Regions from separate parts of the Bos taurus genome. Here region 2 is linked to region 1. A link is a contact called in public Hi-C data. All regions are on one chromosome and are shown on one strand. The core of a region is the stretch at or near the end of the contact, and the rest is flanking DNA. Distances in the headings are between cores, read along the strand shown. Region 1 overlaps RBM20 (RNA binding motif protein 20). Region 2 overlaps PDCD4 (programmed cell death 4).

The links. A called contact is a pair of places that touch in the nucleus more often than the background predicts.
Region 2: a contact with region 1 is called in a Hi-C map of skeletal muscle, with 4 times the contacts expected there. The contact joins two enhancer-like sites. A contact is called at or near these places in 3 of 11 Hi-C or Micro-C datasets (blastocyst, liver and skeletal muscle).

What each region holds. Positions count from the first base shown.
Region 1 is chr26:31,378,951-31,384,222 of ARS-UCD2.0, reverse strand. RBM20 (RNA binding motif protein 20) reads right to left here. Exons shown (of 14, transcript NM_001192613.3): 10 at 3,846-3,950; 11 at 1,624-2,284; 12 at 1-34. Among named protein-coding and RNA genes, the nearest start is that of PDCD4, 55 kb to the left of the region's middle. Within about 2 kb of position 3,277, at least 20 of the 102 cell types and tissues checked have an H3K27ac peak or open chromatin away from gene starts, as enhancers often do. A contact at or near this core is called in skeletal muscle, where this site is marked.
Region 2 is chr26:31,453,540-31,458,956 of ARS-UCD2.0, reverse strand. It overlaps PDCD4 (programmed cell death 4), which reads right to left. Exons shown (of 12, transcript NM_001083647.1): 7 at 4,690-4,787; 8 at 3,617-3,731; 9 at 965-1,072; 10 at 632-742. Among named protein-coding and RNA genes, the nearest start is that of MIR6524, 4.3 kb to the right of the region's middle. Within about 2 kb of position 1,381, at least 3 of the 102 cell types and tissues checked have an H3K27ac peak or open chromatin away from gene starts, as enhancers often do. A contact at or near this core is called in skeletal muscle, where this site is marked.

The DNA of each region.
Region 1 (5,272 bases), core at 2,028-4,527:
TCCAGAGATTTCATTTCTGAGTACCTGGAGTTTTCTGCAAAACATGAGCCGGGACAGAATACCAATGAAACACAACCTGCCTCCAAGAATCCCTGCAATTCTGTTCCTTGCACTGTGTAATGGGAAATAGTCCTGGGGCTGCTTAATAACATGAGACTAGGGCCAGGGCTGCTAATTAGAACCAAAGTGCTAGAATAAAGAGCTTTTACGGCTGCCAAAAGAACGCCACACACAAGAAAACTTGGCAAATCTTTGCACTGGCTCTGTGGGGGATGGGCCTCTGATGCCTTCGGTTGGAATGATCCACACCCGTGCCCCCGATTCAGTATCACTCCATTTCTGCAGGCACAAGAATCACTGAAGTGCAAAAATTGTGCTGACATCCACAGGAGCACAGAGGCGGGCAGAAGAGGCAATGCCATCCTCACCCCAAGCCTATTGAGCAGTGCTATTAAATATGAACTCCAAACACTGGGGAAGCTAATGAGCGATGAACACCAGTGCATGTCAAGACCTATACTACAACACAGAGGAGGTTCAATCCGAGCAAGGTGAATGGCACTCGCTCCTCCTTTATTCTTGCCTTCTCTAGACACAGCCCAGGCCTCAGCAATGCTCTAGCAACAAGGCAGCTCACGGCAGAGTTTCCATGGAGGCTCAGATCCACACAGGTGAAAGAGAGCTCAGGTCAGCTTGACATGGAGGGAAGCCCAGACCACCCGCTCACCAACCAGTTTGTGCCAACCACAGGGCACTGAGTTGAAATATTTATTTTTAAGCCCTTCCTCTCTATTTTCTGCCCTGGACTCTTATCCCCACTTCCTTCAAACTCTGGAATGCCACAGGCTTTCTGCAAAATGAATTTCTAGCTATTTTCATTGGGAGAACACGGAGGGCCACACCTCCCCCCTCCTCCCACAGCTCTTGCTGGATCTTAGTTTCCACTTGGCAGAGAGGACCGGGCTTAGCCTATTTTAAACTCTGTCTTCATGATGTCATAGTGCCAGGCACAGACACAACATCACCTCCAATGGAGGTGGAGGAGATCCCAAGACAAGTCTGGTTTCACCATCAGACCCTGGAGAAAAGTGGGTCTGAGATGGTGAGAAGGGAAACCAGTCAGGCCCCTTTGTGAGCCCATCATTCTGCCCTCTGCCCATTCCTTTCTCTCCTTTCTTGCCCTCTGAAGCTCTGCCCCCTCACTCAGGCCTCACAAAGTAACGGCCTGGGTGGTCCTCTGTGGCGCAGGCAAGAGAGGCTGCTTGCTGATCCCCAGGAACCAAAGCTCCTTTGATAATCCCAAACACTTGCTAATTTAGTTGTCAGAGTTCATCTGGGCTCCTGTCAAGGCAAAGAAGTACGTCCCATCTGAGTCTGCTTTTCAGAAAATGTGCGATCTCCTACCCAACGTCCCCTACCTAAAAGCTAAGAGCTAACCACTGACTCAAAGCTCTAGCAGTTTAATCAGGATTTTCAGCTTGCCTCCTGCACCAGCTTTCACACTGGCTGAACCCTGACTTCTGTTGGTTCCAGCCTGCACTTGCCCACACACCGCTCCAGGGAAGCAGTGGTCAGATCAACCCAACCGACAGAGAAAAAGGGAGGAAAAAGGGAGGTAGTTACCCGGGGTCGACGCTCCTTGGCAAGCCTGGCTTTGGAGGTCGGTTTCAGTGGGGGGGCCGGCTTTCTCCTCCAGGGGGCTGCCTTCACCAGCCCCATCTTCGGGGGTCCCCCTGGCCTTGCAGTCATCGAGAAACGGGCCGGGCTGCCAGGCCCTCTCCTCTGCTGGCTTGGGGGAAGACATTTGCAGAAGTGGAGGGGCCAGACGAACATCTGAGCTCTCTCCTCCCTTTGCGGGCTTCTCGTAGCAATCTGAGCCCTCCAGGGAGAGGCCTGTCTCGCATTCAGCTGGCTTCCGCTCAGCATCCAGATTTAGGCCAGGCATCTCCACGTCCATGTCACTGGGACAGCCCGTTGAAGCAGAAGGCAGTTCTTCGGGCGACTTGAGGCTGATTTCTCCAGCCCCATTCCCGATGGTCTTGACTCCCTCCTTGGCGAAACCTTTGGTAAAGTCCAGGTCTAAGGCAGTTGTCACACAGGGACATATTTCTGCAGAGATTCTGTCCTTCTGGTCTATGGGCACAATCTCTTCTAGTTCTGGGATGTCTGGTTCCATGATAAAATCTTCTTCCTCCCCTACCTCATCCACTGTCACCAGCTCCTCCATGTTCGTGGGGTACCAGCTCTCACCCTCAGCCTCACTTCCACTCTCCGAATCCTGCTCCTGAATAAAAATGCGGATGGAGGTCAGAGGGTGGCTGAGGCTTGGTTCTTAGTATTTAACCAGAAGAGGGTGCAAATTGTGACCACAGGGCCCCTCAAACCGGAAAGATGCTGCGCAATCTTACTGCTACCTGGGTAATTAGGAGCTGTAAACCATTCAATCTCTCATCACTGATTCATCCCTAGGATGGGCCTCAAAATAGCACAGGAGTTGGAGTAAGCCCTTAATGCTTAACCCACCAAGTGGCACAAAGAATCTCAACTCCTGGTACATAAACAGGTGTTCAATAAAAAGATAGGGCTTTTTGTTTGTTTTGTTTTCAGCTGTGGGTAGCTTACATTTTTATTTGGTATTATGGCTTAGAGGTGCTTCTATATCATAGAATCTACATCTCTACCGTAACTGTTAACGCCCATGTAGGATTCCAGTCAAATGTATTTAGCCTACTTCCTATCGTGAAGCACTCCATACTGGTGCTTAGCCACTCAGTTGCGTCTGACTCTTTGCAACCCCATGAACTATAGCCGATGGGATTCTCCAGGCAGTAATACTGGAGTGGGTAGCCGGTCCCTTCTCCAAAGGATCTTTCTGACCCAGGGATCAAACCCTGGGTCTCCTGCATTGCAGACAGATTCTTTAACATCTGAGCCACCAGAGAAGCTCCACATACTTCCTATTAATAGATAATAATCTCTGCTCATCTTTTTATGATTAATTTCTAGAAACTTTATTTTTTTAAGTTTTGAGAGAGTTTTTGAATGAATAAGTTATAAGCTCTAAACGCATCACCTTGCTTGCAGGGCATCACTAAATGTAACTGCAGCGAAGCCCTTACAAGGTCCCCCCAAACACCCTCTCCCAGCAAGGGTACAACCCTCCATAGCCACAGTTCACACTTGGCTCCTCCCGAGACTTTCCCTCACGTCCCCAGTGGCCCAGAGGCCCGGCAGCCAGATTTAGGAGATCAGCTTCCAGCCAGTGATACTCATCTCCCTGCCTCTTCTGACTGGAAAGGCATGAAGCTGGCCACGCTCCAAGGACATTTCTTTTTGCTGTGGCAGCCCCAGCCCTGTGACTGGGTTTTTCATTTTAATTAAGTAAAATAATCTTCACAAGCACAGGAGATGTTTGGTTAATCCCAGCGTCAGGGCCTACTGAGGTCAGGGCCCCAGCCTGAGTACCCAAAGCCCCCTTCTGCCTGCAGCCCCTCCCCAGGACCTGCCTATTTTGGGAGTCTGGCTCTGTAGCCTGGAGTCTTTTGTGGGCACATGCTTTCTCTTATGAGCACAGCCAAGTTCCTGAAGATGGAGACAGAGCCCAGGCAGGTGGTAAAGATCTCTTCAATAAAGACTGTGCAAAGGTCCCAGGTGAAGCCATTACTCCAGAAAGTGCTGGCTTCATTCATGGACCCACTGCTGGGGTCTCAGACACATGCCATGCAGCAAGCAGGTCACCCCCAGGCAGCACGGGAAGGCCTATGACTTGGGGAGGCCTGTGACTTGGTGCCCCAGAGCCGTTGTGCCGATGTGGCTACACTGCCAGCATCTGGCACAAACTTTACCTTCCTTGCCCTTCTGTTTTCTGTATCGGAGGACTCTGTTTCCTTCTCTTGTCTGCCCACTGACGGGGGACTCTCTTCCATGCTATCCTGTTCCTCTTTTCCAGCCTTAGCAAAGGAAGCACAGAACAAACCAAATCAATAGTGAACAATGACAGAGGGCACACCAGGAGAAAAAGAACATTATTGAGAACAACTAATGATGCCAGATGCATTTCACACACATCACTTCCTTTATCCTCACAAAATCCCTTGGAGGCAGGGGCTGTTATCGTCTTCTTTTTACAGATGGGGACACTGAGGCTCAGAGAGGTTAAGTAACTTGCTCGAGGTCACACAGACAAACGGAGGCAGAGAGATGTTTCACTAATGTTTTCCCTGAGGACTTTAGGGAGATAGAAATCCCTGGCAAACTGGATACTTTTTGCAGCCATGATATCTGTAGACAGGGTGAATAAAGGGGACAAGGGGAATCTGATCCTGGGGTTCATAACCATCATGGTGACGTCTCATAACAGATCTGTATTAGCCATAAAAAAATCACTTCCAGGCCACTTAGGGTTAGGAAGCGTGTTGTCATCCAATCAGGGCCCCGTCACCTCACTTTTGACTTATGTCTGTCCTAGAGTTATCGCCCCAGCTAGCAATCCTTTCCCACCTTCCTTCCTCCCCCTTCCCTCAGATTAAGTCCCTCATGCTAGCACTCATGTCTGGGAAAGTGAACAACTGAAGCAGGTGTTTGCTTTGAGAATTAGGGTCTCTGACCCGCCTTTAAAACAGGGGTCATTAAACTCCCATCCTCAAGCCAAATCTGACCCAGGGCCTCTTTTCTGTGCAGTCTGTGAACTAAACAATGCTTCTCACATCTCTAAACAGTTGCATGCTAAATGATGATACAAGTACCTACATAATATCCTCAATTTAGCGTACTTGCCCACATGGCTGAAAATAATTACTCTCTGTTTTTTTTTGTAGAAAAACATTTGCCAACCCCCATTTTAGAAGCTTGAGGATATTCTCCCATGACTTAAACTTTGGCCACCAAAGCAATGAGTGTTCCCGGATGTTCTTGGGAGCAAGCTGCATTTTCTCGACAACTCTGGCTGAGGTTGGCTCAAAGTAAACCACTCTCGCTCTGATTTCTTACGAGCAGACACACCTCTCTTTGCTGACAAGGAGCCAGCCTGGCTGGGAGCTCAGGGCTGACGGGTTTAACTAGATATGACTGGACAGGGAAAGACAGTTGAAATCCTCAAGTCTTTGCTCTTTCCAGTGTTTGCAGCAGAATCTCTGCTCTAGCCTTCTGAGCTGACCTGAGCTGAAAGCAGCTCCAAATGCCTTTTTAGCCCTCAGAACCCAGAGCTTCTACCAACAGGGGGCCACTTTTCTTTATTTTTCCTGAATAAATTACCCACTGCCCTCTCTTGTCA
Region 2 (5,417 bases), core at 132-2,631, 77 kb before region 1:
AGAGCTTCCAGCAGACAATGGACACTGGATACATTTCTCCATCTACTGTAATACATTTACTACATTTTAAAAAAAATAAAAGGCAAATAAGAACCTTACCAACATTTTAATAACAATGCATACAATAAAATAGGAATAAATCAAGTACTTTTGTTACAAGTTTGTTTCTCTCTGCTGCTGCTGCTAAGTCGCTTCAGTGGTGTCCAACTCTTGTGCGACCCCATAGATGGCAGCCCACCAGGCTCCCCCTTCCCTGGGATTCTCCAGGCAAGAACACTGGAGTGGGTTACCATTTCCTTCTCCAATGCATGAAAGTGAAAAGTGAAAGTGAAGTCGCTCAATCGTGTCTGACTCTTAGATATAACCAAATTATCATATCTTAGAACTCTTGAGGAAGAACATACACACACACATTTTTAAAATTTAGATTAAAAAAAAGCTGACGTATTTACAACTTCCCAGGAAATGGCTGTAAGAGGTTCAAAACTAAACAGTACCATTAAAAAATATAGAAAAAGGCATAACATTACTAAATAAACCAGAAAGAAAGTTTCATTGACACCTCAGTCTGTATTCAAGCATACAAAATTTAAGATATCAGCCTAAACATGGTTCAAAATGTTATACTTACTCTTTTCATTTGGTCTAGAGTAATGGTGGAAGATTTCCAAAGAGATTTTAATAAATCCAAAATCATCTTAAATGTACTTTCTCCAGTTGACTCTAAAACCATTACAATGGCCTAAAAATTGAATAAATGATTGAATTATTGCTCATTTTCATATAAGAAACTGCTCCTAAAATCTATCAGATCTCTTTTCTCTAATATGTAACCATTAAAAATTATAGAACTCTCCCTTAATATTGTAATTTTTTAAAAATGTGTATTATTAAAGAAGCATTAAGTCTCTGTGGTGCAAAAAGGAACACAATAATTCTCTTTGGAATGCCAAAGTAATCTTACTTCATATACAAGCTCGTGGTGAAAATGAGGTACTTCCAGTTCCTTAAGGCAATGTTCAGCTTCAGACATGTCTCCAGAGAGTAAATACTCTTTCAGCAGCATATCAATCTATCAGATTTAAGAATTGAGATGTTAGTTCTGGATTTTTGAAAACTTCTGCTTTGCCTGAAGATTTACCCTCATCTCAATATATTACATAGTAAATAAGTATAAGTAGGTCACAAACAGTTGTCTAGTAGTCTTGACATAACAGAATTTTTTCACAACTGAAAAGCAAATCATAAAGGGAATAATGCAGTGTTCTGGTGTGCTTTGATAATCACTGAGACTGACGAGTAGACGTGTGTATGGCCTGAGCTGTGGTCATGCTTCAACGCTCCCTGTGAAAAAAGAAGTCACTTTAAATACCACTAGAGGGCACTAACTGAAGTCTCAAAATGACTTTTTAAAGTGGCACAAACTTATTTCCACCAGGATAACCGGAATACTGCAGTGGGAGCCAAAAAATGAGAGATAATAGGGCTTTACTAGACAGAGCAAAGATTCTCTAAATACTGTTCTCTTTCCTCTAAAACTGAAGTTTTGAGGCCCATTTAAAACGTTTGTTAGCAATTCTGCTTCCAGTTACAGCTAAGGAGGTCAAGTCCTGACTCTGTTTAAAGTCACACAAGAATATCTATGGCTCCAGAAAAAAACAAAGAGGATAGTTTTTCAGCACAAGAACTTCAACTAGGAATGTTCTCCCCTATCACTGCCTGTTAAAATCATCTGCACTTAGCAGACACTCAAATGAATGTTAGCTGACTGAATAAAATAATCTTATTTACATATCTTCTACTTCCAAATTCTACAACATATTTCCATAAAAAATAAAATCTGATCAACAGAATACAGATTGATGAATAATTCCTATTATGCTCTAGGAAAATAAATATTTAAAGCATGGAACTTTTAACTTTGTTATATAAAGTATTTAAATGTTTCTCATTTGGTTCCATGCATTTTTGAGAATGATAAATACACGTATATATTTCTAAAAGTGCTCTCTGTCCAACTCATCCTTCCATATAAAATAAATGAATATCCAAATACTGTCAACCTCAAACTCATATATTGGTAGTTTTATTTCAGCTTTTATGTTGACTAATTTTTGTTGAGATAATTCACGTACCATTAAATAGTTTGGCAGTTTCTCAAAATATTAACTTTGACAAGCATTATCATCCGAGCAATATTGTCTTTCAGTCCATAAACATGGGATATTTTTCTACTTATTTAAACCTTAGTTCTTTCAACAGTGTTTTATCATTTTTAGTGCAGAAGACTTGCACTTCTTTTGTTAAATTTATTCCTTTATATTTAATTTTTATGCTATTATCAATGTAATTGTTTAATTTCATTTCAAATCATTCACTCATTGCTAGCATACAGATGATCTACAATTAAATTCTGTATGCAGATCTTATATCCTGCAACCACAGTGAATTCTTTTATAACAGTTTGGTGTTTTTGTTTTCTTGAGGATTCACTTGGATTTTCTGTATACAGATGATGTCATCTGGGAATATAGAAAGTTTTACTTCTTTCACATGAAAAGACTACACTAAAAAATAAAAATCACATGTACTATATAAATCTTCTAATTTTCTTTAAAATCCTCAAAGAAGAAGAGTAAAACATTTTTGGTTTAATATAGAATATCATTTTGCTGCCAGGAAAAAAATCCATAGAGAGTAATCTGGTATTAATGCAAAAATCAATTACTTTTTCTTTTAAAGTATGTATTTGTTGCTGTTCAGTCGCTCAGTCATGTCTTGACGCTTTGCAACTCCATGGACTGCAGCACGCCAAGCTTCCCTGTCCTTCACCATCTCCCAGAGCTTGCTCAAACTCATGTCCATTGAGTTGGTGATGCCATCCAACCATCTTGTCCTCTCTCGTTCCTTTCTGTTCCTGCCTTCAGTCTTTCTCAGCATCAGGGTCTTTTTCAGTGAGTCAGCTCTTCACATCAGGTGACTTCACATCAAGTATTGGAGCTTCAGCATCAGTACTTCCAATGAATATTCAGGACTGATTTCCTTTAGGATGGACTGGTTTGAACTCCTTGCAGTCCAAGGGACTCTCAAGAGTGTTCTCCAACACCACAGTTCAAAAGCATCAATTCTTCAACGCTCAGCTTTCTTTATGGTCCAACTCTCACAGTAGTGAACTTCCTTACAAAAATTCTACCACTCTGATCTACTCTAGTGTTCATAATGCATAACAAAATCTGAGACCATCCAGTTTCAAACTGGTTATAAAAATGGACATTTAGTAAATAACTACAAAATAGAAACTCTTACTTCAACAGTTTGAAAGTTTTTAAATACCAAGAAAAAGACTAGGTATTCCGCTAAGGTTCCCACATAGCTTTCTTCATGAAAGCCACTTTAACTTAACACAATCTTATTTTTAAGTCAGGGAAACAGTAAAAATTTAATTGATTATATGGTCGTGGTATAATTTATAGCAAAAGGGCACAAAGCCATATATATAAGGATTATTCAATTTTTCACTTGCAGGACTGAACTTAATTTTTGTCCATAAAAGCTAGAGGGCATGTTTATTTTCCTAAAGAATACATATAAATTAAAGACAATACCCCATAGTTACCTCTTTAACAAGGTGATTAACAGACTGCTGCCCACCTCCAGAGCCCCAAACACTGTCTTTGCGCTTTCCACCTTTAGACATACTCAAAAGCACAGTAGCCTTGTCCAGAGCAGCTCTACAAAAACAAACAAAAACAGTTAATTTTGACATATGAACACTGTTGAGATTGACTAAATTATGGATAAAGTCCGGGGAAGAGGTAGGGCTATATACACTAAAAGCTTTTGCATTATAACATAAAAGCAACCTAAAGTTAAGAAGTCTCTCAAACTATTTTTCAAAATAAAAAGCTGGAGGAAAAAGGTTGTTTTTCATATTAATATTCTCTCACACACTTATTTCCATTTCCCAGTCAACAGAACTCTAATGTTATTACAAAATAATTGATCTACACTGAGAAGGAACATTTCACCTAAAATGAATTTCTGTATATATTCATACTTTCCCACCAAGGCAACCATTACACTATGACCTGAAATAGTTCCAGAAAATTAGTATCTATACCTATGAAAACCTAAGACATGGCTAAGTCCAAATCTAAGTTCTAGGAAGTTATGAAAAATTACAGAGCATAATTCCCAAATAACACATTTAGCTTATAGTTATGCTAAAGAACAAAAGTAAGAAACAATATTTCCTAAGATTTCCATAGCAAATAAATATAAAATTGAAAATATGGCTCTTTTGTTAATGTTGTCCATCTTATTAGAAGATTAAATAATTACAGAATATTAAAACCTGAAGGGACCTTAAAGAACATTCTAAGTCCCATCCTTTCCTTTTATAAATATAGAAACTGAGGCAGAAAGAAAAGTAGCTTGACATAAAGGTAGGTAATAGTTTAGCTAAAACTCTGCATATAATATAGATGCAGAAATATATAATGCAGAACTTCTGCATTATAATACTATCTTCTTTCTGTTCTATTGTATCAAGAAACTCTCAATTTTAATTACACATAAATGACAAATAGATATCCACAATGTCTGATTAATTCCAGTGTCATTTCAACAGAATCCTGCAGAACTTTCCCCTATTTTGAAAGTTCTAAGTAGAAAAATTAATTTACTTACCTAGCCTGTACACAATCTACAGTTCCTTTGTAACTGTCAATATAGGTATTACATAATATTCCATCTCCAACAGCTCTAGCAATAAACTGGCCCACCAACTATAATAAGGGGGGAAAAAAAGAGCCATATAAAAAATCTAAAACCTTTATAGGACACAATTTCTAAATACATAAATGATGAAGACTGGTTGAACTACACAGTCAATACCTAAGACATGCTGGAATATTCAGAAAACATCATTTAGCACCTACTAGTTATGCTTGGCATACACTCCCCACATCTTAACCTTCAATTTAAGTGCTGTGAGGCATAAAACATCTGTTTTCCTCACGACTGAATCCCCGACCTTGCACACTGCCTGAAGCATAGCATACATGATCAAAAATATTTGCCAAGTCAGTGACTTAACAGTCAAGAGAAACCACTCTTCTGGGGGGAAAAAAAACTTGGACTATGGTCTCTCAAAAACCTGTTTGAATAAGAGAGTTTATCTGAGGGGGTAAAAGTGTGTAGAAATATTTACATGAAAGCATGTTCACAGCATTATTTCTTATAACACTGGAAACAACTGAGTGTCTAAAAGTAATTTTGGGTTAAACGGTATATATGTAAGATGGGTACACTATATGGACAAATATATTTACCGCATTTTTATGAGTATAAGAAAAATCAAGTTTACAAAGTAGCATATACACCATGATTCCACTTTTTATTAAAACCAAAAAGGT